Regions from separate parts of the Mus musculus genome. Here region 2 is linked to region 1. Evidence: chromatin contacts called from public promoter capture Hi-C data. All regions are on one chromosome and are shown on one strand. The core of a region is the stretch at or near the end of the contact, and the rest is flanking DNA. Distances in the headings are between cores, read along the strand shown. Region 1 has its middle 59 kb from the start of Hs3st3b1. Region 2 holds the start of Hs3st3b1 (heparan sulfate (glucosamine) 3-O-sulfotransferase 3B1).

Region 1 (3,683 bases), core at 2-2,501:
AAAGCTGCCTCTTTCTTTATCTTCATTTCTTTCTCTGGTTCCTATTAAACATGGCTGAGCAAGGATCTTTCGAATGAAGAGCCTGCTTTCACAGCTTGTGCCTTCTCTTCAGGAGATTCCAGCTGTCCCAAAGACAGACTAGCCCAGGCAAGATACAGTAAAGCTCTGTTTTCCAGAGCAGTGACAGGGCACTGTTTTCATCAAGCGCTGGGATTCCAGCTTCCTCAACTTATACTGGTCAACTATATCCAGTTTCTGCACCTCCAGGATCTCCGAAGAGAATCCCTGGAGGATCTTCTGCTGGGTTGGGTAAGCTTCTGCCCCAGCAGTTCCAGCAACCCTGACTGGGTGACTGTGACCCACAGTGTGCTGTGCAGCTTCCTGGTCCCTGCCACCCTCCTGGTGACCAGGGGTTAGGGTAGGCACTGACCCTAGTTATCTATATCCCTTGATCTTGGTCTGGTCCTTTGGCCTTTGACCCCAGTGTCTGTTGCTTTCAAGCATTATCCTGTTCTTTCTGTTGAAGTCACCACTCTGTTCCTGTCCTGCTGCACTGAGCTGACTGTCAACACTACAGCAAACAAGGGAAAGGAAGGGGGAGGGAAGAGGGCGAGCAGTTTCATTGGCTCAGCTGGGTGGTTAGAAAGAAAGGTTGCTTCTCTTTGTTTCTTCTTGAAGCAAATAACTTGTTTAACTTGGATTGATTGGCCATTTGACCTGGGCTCCCAGGGGCCCCGGGGCAGCCTGATAGAGTCAGTAAATAGATGGGGAGAGTATAGGTTCAAGGACTTCTTTCTTCTACTTCAGATCTGCCACAAGGAAAGAGGAACCACGACTGCCTTCTCCCCCTTTTTAAACATTCTGTTTTGAAAACACATTCTTAACATTTTGCTTACAAAACAACAAATCCTTCTCTAAGGTCTCCATCCAGGCCTTAGTTATTATACTAGGTCTTCAAAGAAAAAGCTTTGTGGGTTCTCTCCAGTATCCTACCAACTCAGATTCTGGCTTTAAGAAAGAAAGAAAGAAAGAAAGAAAGAAAGAAAGAAAGAAAGAAAGGAAGGAAGGAAGGAAGAAAGAAAGAAAGAAAGAAAGAAAGAAAGAAAGAAAGAAAGAAAGAAAGAAAGAAAATCAAGGGGAAAAAAAAAACCCTGCCTATACCAAAGGTAAATTGCAAACATTGGAGGATGGGCCCTGGGTGACAACAAACCACAAAGGTACATGAGTCACAAACAGGGATCAAAGCCAATGACTGGAGCCCAGTAAGAAGTATGGACTTGGCAAGAAAACCATCAAAAGCAAACACTTGGAAAGTGCAGTGTCATTTAGTTTAAACTGAATGTGTTAAAAATGTCTGTGTAGTTCAGACGAGTGCTTTTGCACTTATTACTCCTTCCTGCCTTTCTTCCTTTCTTCCTTCCTTCCTTTCTTTCTTTCTTTCTTTCTTTCTTTCTTTCTTTCTTTCTTTCTTTCTTTCTTTCTTCCTTCCTTCCTTCCTTCCTTCCTTCCTTCCTTCCTTCCTTGATTTCTTTCTTTCTTTCTTCCTCACCCTCTCTTCTCAGTAATGAAAATGAAAACATGTAACAGCTGCGAGTTTATGCCAATTCATTTTTTTAAATCTTTTATTTACTGATGTGTGGGTCAGGATGACAACTGTCAGAGAGTCACTTCTCTCCCTCTACCATGTGGGATGCAGGAATTGAACTCATATCCCCAGGCTTAGCCGCAAGCTCCTGTACCTGCTGAGCCATCTCACTGGCTCCCTGATTGATTTTTTTTTTGACAAAACAAATAAAGTAATATGATGCAGAAGCTTGAGTATTTGAGGGTTGGCTGGTTAGTTTGTTGACCAGTTCTCACGCCACAGCCCAAGCTGCGGTCGAGCTTTCTAATGCCTCCTACTTCAGCACTATACACATGTAATTCCACGCCAGGATCTATGTTTTTAAATTCTTATTCACACTTTACATTTCCCGACAAGTAATTGGATGACATTAATTAAAAGCCTTAAAAGTGTTTATTCCCTTGACCCAGAAATTTACAATTTATAAGTCTATACCAAACAATTATTTAGTACTTTGACTTATATGACTCAAAATTCCCAGTTCTGATCACAGCTACACAAACCTGAAGGCTGGATGAAGAGGGGAGGGGGGGGAGAGGGAGAGGGAGAGAGAGAACAAGAAAAGGAAGCATAATTGGTCCTAGGTTTAGTGAAGGAGAACGTTTATTGCAGACACGTGGGAGGGAGAGCATAGCCAGAGGCAGGGACATGTGGGTCAGTCGCGTGGGTGGACATGACCCTGAACCATGTGGGGAGAGAAGGGAGAGGGAACCAGGTGCAGCAGCCAGGAGACCCAAAAGTACCAAGAGAGGAGAGAGCCACCATGCCGGGATTGTAGAGGAAGAGCAGCCTAGACCACTGAGCTGGAGACACTTAGGGTAGGGGACCCTCTAACAGGTGGGGACTGAGGGATGCAAGGAGAACCTGGTGGCCATGTCTGCTTTGACGTGTTAAATAGACACCTCAGCCTTTTGTCCCAGGTTTGAAACCTAACATCTGAAATTTACCTTCCTTCATAGAATTGGATTGGAACACATACTATGGCATATACTGTCACTGAATGGCATTCAGCTCTCAAAATTGCCATGAAAACTGCTGTAATGCTCAGAAAGTGATTAACAAAAGCATTTATGTATGCTTCTATATCCACATAGGATCTCAATATAGCTATATGTGATATATCTATAAATGCTCACATGGAAGGGACAGGAAGCCTGGGGTCTTGTACACATTCCCAAATTGACAATTAGTACCAAAGAACACAGATTTTTTTTTTTTTTTTTTGGTGCCCAGAGCCTGCTCATTGGCTGGCTGGGGGACATCTGATCTGGTATGACTAACACCCACATCTCTGTACTTTTGCAGCTTTCCGAACAGAGAGAGTCTGCAGTCCTTTCAGGAACAGAAAACAGACTGTCAAAGGCTTAGCCAACCTGGGACACAAAATACATATGAGATGAGGCTCCACTCCAGCAGTAATGTTTTCTCTGGAATGACTTTTCTATATAAATATGCACCACATGTTTGCATGTAAATCAATTAACAAATATTTTGTGTGTTTACCTCTTATACTACTATCCAGTAACAATTATTGTTGTTTACAATTAAAAAGTCCTATCCAACTATAAAACTTGTATTTTTGTGAGTAATCATGAAGTGATTGTTAAAATGCATTTCTGTGTAAACTGCTTCCTTGGAACAGCCCAGACTTTACAACCAGAACCAGAACAGTCTAGGCATGCTGTTCATTTAAGCTGCTGGGACTTCCAGAAAGTTCCAGAATTAGCTTGGTTGCCTGGTGTCTTAGTTCATACTATGACTCTTAGAAAGATTAGGATGAGCACAAAAACTTCCAGAAACTTGTCATGATGCCCAATTAAAAAGCTCACTTTCAGCATTCACTCTATAAATCATGCTAACCAGGGCTCTCTGTGTTTAGAATTCAAAAGAATGTTAATCCCCAGAAAGTCAAGCTCCCCACTCCTCCTTGTATGCCTGCCTACCTTGGGCATCCCCTACATAGCATCCCTCACAATTATTCTCCGTGTCTTTCTTTTTCTTCTTTTTCTTTTTCCAGACAGAGTCACACACAGTAGCTTAGGCTGTGTACTTCAGCCCT
Region 2 (3,998 bases), core at 902-3,401, 59 kb after region 1:
GCCCTTTTATTTGCCACGCCATCCGTGTCCTAGAAAGTATGGTCGAGGCAGAGAGCCGGGTTCGGTTCGTGTTTCTCCTTGTTTTCGGAAATCCTGATGCTCTTTGAAAGTAATTGGGTCTGGGGGGAAAAAAATCGAGGGAGACGCTAATGCTGGGTGATGACCTAAAGCGCTGAGGACCCGGCTGGGTTTCCGGAAACTGGGGTGTGACCCCTCCAGCAACTCACACCAAACCAGCAGCCCGGGATGCAGTGGGCAGAGGTCGTGAATGTGACCCGGGAGCCTCGGTCCCTTTAGAACTGGGCTCACAGCCGGAAGCCACGACCCCGAAACAACCCTCATTTCTCAATCAATGGCCCAGGGATATTCTTTGAGGTCGGACATGTACCAGGTCCGCAGAAATACACGTCCTTGTCTTGGCGCTCCCAGCACCGAGACCGGGAAGGCGAAGCGGCTGCGCCGGCAGCGCCTCGGGCGCCCAGAAGCCTTCAAAGAGGCTGCGCGCTGCAGTGCGCGCCTTTGCCCGACAGGGACCAGCACAGCTCCACGCCCGGCGCGCCGCAGCCAGCAAAGTCGCGCAGCCTCCCGGTTACCCTCCCTAGCACAAGCGCCTCGCAAGCTGAGCGGGTCAGACCCCCTTCGGGTTGCGGCAACAAGAAGAATTGTAACAAAAAGTTAGACTCAAAACACCCTTGGCTCTGAGCCTTAGCCTGCGCCCCTCTCCCCATCTGGGCAGCAGAAGCGACTCTAGCAGTTGGTGCTCGTTAAAGGCTGTGACCCAGAGGCGCACAACACTCCTCCCCGCGTCCCTGGCTGCAAGAGAGACAAAATCCTAACCACTCCGAGTTATTCGCGTGGGATGCGGCCACAGCCAAAAGGTAACCGGTTCCTCCGGCGCTTTCCCAGTAGCTGCCGGGTGGGTGTCTTTGTGGAGAGATCACCTAAATGGTTCTAGGGCGCAGCATACCAGCCAACGGTGCCAAGCTAAAAGTTTCTGTAGGTGGCTGTCTCAGCCTACTCCGGAGCATCTGATTTCTCCCCAACTGTCCACCAGCAATGTGCGGTCGCACTTTGGTCCCCGCCCGCCCTAAATTGACGGAAGTTGTACCCCTGCTTCCCTCCCCACCTGACGCGCAACGGCCGGTGGGGGCTCACGGTCGGGATCACGGCCGGCGCAGCGGCCCCTGGAGAGGAAACTCACCGGTACCAGGCAAGACCCTTGTGGTAGCTGCGGTCGAAAAAGTGGGGCTCGGCGCCCACGGCGCGCACGTCGGGGTGCACGCGCAGGAACTCCAGCAATGCCCGCGTGCCGCCCTTCTTCACCCCGATGATGATGGCCTGCGGCAGCTGCTTGCTCCCAGCGCCGCTGAAGAAGCTGGAGATGGGACTGGGGGAGTCCGGCGCCTCTGGACTCTGCTCCTCCTGGCTCCCAGCGCCTACTGTCTTATCCTTGCCTGCAGCCAGCGAATTGGCCGGAGGTGCCCGGAAGGGCATCTTAGGGGATGTCTCATTCGGAGCTGTGACCAGGGCTGGCTGAGCGTGAGTAGCGCGGGACCCCGAGCCCAGGAGCAGCAGGCCGGGAGCGGCGGTACAGGAGCCGGCGCACGAGTACAAAAACATGTACAGCCAGATGCAAAGCATGGCGAAGAGCAGCGCGAGCTTCCTCCTCACCGGCGGCGGGGGCGGCGGCGGCTGCGGCAGGAACCGGCCCGGGACATCGAGACAGGACCGGCCGCCGCTCAGGCGCTGCCCCATACGCGGCCCGCGGGCGCGGCCAGGGGCATGGCTCAGCACATGGCAGGAGTCCCGCCGGAACAGAGAGCACCGCGACGGTCCCCTGCCACTTTGAGCCCGGAGTGATTCGGTTTATTGCCCTCCTGCGCGCGCGGCTGCCGAGGCTGCGGCTCTTCCCCGGGTGGCGGCGGCGGTTGCAGCGGCGACGGCTCTTGACATGATGCCCACGAGAAGCCGGGGTTGGAAAGCTAAGTCCAGGCGACGGGAACTGTGAGCAGACGCGCTGTCAGTTACGCTGTGCCCCGCACTCAGTAACTCTGGACGGGGCGCACGACAGCTCGCCGGGGCTGCCTCCTCGCAGCCAGGAGATTGAGAGCAGCCCCGGCGCTTGCCCGCTGAGGCTGCGGCGGAGAACTGCGCAGGAAGAGAGCCCAGCACTGAGGTGGAGTGGGCGGTCCCGGCCTTCCGAGTGACGGGCTGCGCTACCTACCAGGAGGCGCGAGCAGCATGCAAATGCCGGAGCTTCACCCAAGTCGAAACAGCCAATCGTCTCTCGGAACGTGGGGGTGTGGAAAGGGTTCGCGAAGGGGGGTAGAGCAGTATGGGGTTGCTATTGGCTTCAGAATTCAAGGGGCGGGTTCAGGGAGGCGAGGCCATCGGCTGGTGACAGGAGCAGATGGTGAGGATGCTGGAGTGACCCAACGCTGAAAGAGGTCCCACCCGGTTGAGTGGCGCTCTCTTATACACGCGCGCTTTTCCACACTCGCTTCTGAGGCCAGTCTTGGCTATAGTTGCCTATGTGACAAAGATGCCAGTCCTCATCCAAGGGTCCCGCCATCCGGCTCCTGAGTGTAAAAGCTGCAGAAAAGAGACAGGGATGGAAGAGGGAAAGCCGACCAGACGTGTTTCCAGCCCCACCCGCAAACCCAGTTTCATAATCGGGGCTCAGGGAAGGGCCTCCAACAGACCCTGATTTAGGAAGTTTAAGTAGGGAAAACCTCGGCGGAAGTCACTAACTTTCCCGCTCTCTCAATATTGTCCAGAATGGTCTCCCTGTGCCTGGCGCTTAATAGGGACAGACGTAAACACTATCTCACTCTTTCCAAACTCTCCTGAAAAGGCCTGGGGGGTGAACAGAGAGAAGGAAGGTTGTTTAGTTTAAAGACACTAGTTGAAACTTAAAGTCACATGTCGGAGTTTTATATGGGTATCTGTTCCTTGGCATCATTAATTTGATAGATGTTCTAACTTCTTTCTCTTGAACAAACAATTAAGCCGGCATCCGCCCCTGCTTAGAAGATTGGTTGGGTTTCTGACCTATGACTCTGTACTGAATCCTAGGCGTTTTCCCCCAATAACTTTTTTTTAAGTCGAATGTTGATATGGGGTAAATTCAGGAGTAGTGACTAGCACTTATTTAATGGTGAAAATCCACTCCGAGGCTTCCTTGTTTCGCACCTTTGTCCAGGGGGGCGGCCCGGAAAGGGGTCTTCTCAGAAACTGTCAGCTCTGGTGAGGGAAGCTCGGGCGCTGATGCCTGGCCAAATTTCTGCGCTGGCGATCGGAGTTAGGAAAGTCGGGATGGGGACGTTCACCCAAGTGGCGGCTTGAGAGCCTTTCGGTGCCTGGAATCCATTTTCCGCAAGACCGAAAGGCCTCCAACGCCAGGCTGCGTGCGGTTCCGGGACAGAATTTTCATTCCTTCCGACCCCCGTGCAGGCCGCGGGGACGCAGGAGGTGACTCACTCTGCGGCCACAGGCGCCTTGCACTTCCCGGTGGGCACCGGCGGGCGAAGCGGAACCGATCTTATCCTTTCTCCCTTTACTCAACTATTTGAGACAGTGTGGGGGTAATCAGAGTGCATACTGTCTCCCTCCCGGAATTAATGTCCCCAAGTGCCCAGAGCTCTTGCTGCTCCTCCACGGTCCGGCTTCCGGACGGTAGAGCCAAGCTAAAAAAGTAGGTTTGAGTTGTGCACCTCGGATTTGAAGTGCATCCTAGCCATAGCGGTGACCAAAGATGACAGAGCGGCCGCCACCGGACCTCTGCGCTCTTGCTATACTCTTTTGACATCCCTATGTGTCTAGCCCAAGACAATTTCCTACAAAACGGTTGAGAGGGAAATCATTTAGTCGGAGGACACTTTTCTTTCTTCTCCTTTATTGCAGCTGTTAGGATTTCTAGGGTTTCCACACCCCTCCCCACCGCCGTCGCTGAGATGTGGGTTCTTCGAAGTGATTTAATAGTCCTCATTAAAAAAAAA

The links. Promoter capture Hi-C pulls out the DNA fragments that hold promoters and counts their contacts.
Region 2: a promoter capture Hi-C map of liver shows a contact between it and region 1, with 4 times the contacts expected there. The contact joins the promoter of Hs3st3b1 here to the enhancer-like site in region 1. A contact is called at or near these places in 2 of 39 promoter capture datasets (both in liver), 10 of 484 Hi-C or Micro-C datasets (the AML12 cell line, the N1E-115 cell line, epidermal suprabasal cells and 1 more), 2 of 115 datasets of contacts at active chromatin or transcription factors (embryonic stem cells and hepatocytes) and 1 of 9 other capture datasets (adipose tissue).

Annotation. Positions count from the first base shown.
Region 1 is chr11:63,861,675-63,865,357 of GRCm38.p6, forward strand. No RefSeq gene overlaps it. Among named protein-coding and RNA genes, the nearest start is that of Hs3st3b1, 59 kb to the right of the region's middle. Within about 2 kb of position 1,252, at least 40 of the 459 cell types and tissues checked have an H3K27ac peak or open chromatin away from gene starts, as enhancers often do. A contact at or near this core is called in the AML12 cell line, hepatocytes and liver, where this site is marked.
Region 2 is chr11:63,920,133-63,924,130 of GRCm38.p6, forward strand. Hs3st3b1 (heparan sulfate (glucosamine) 3-O-sulfotransferase 3B1) reads right to left here and starts at 2,152. Exons shown (of 2, transcript NM_018805.2): 1 at 1,202-2,152. The coding sequence starts at 1,755.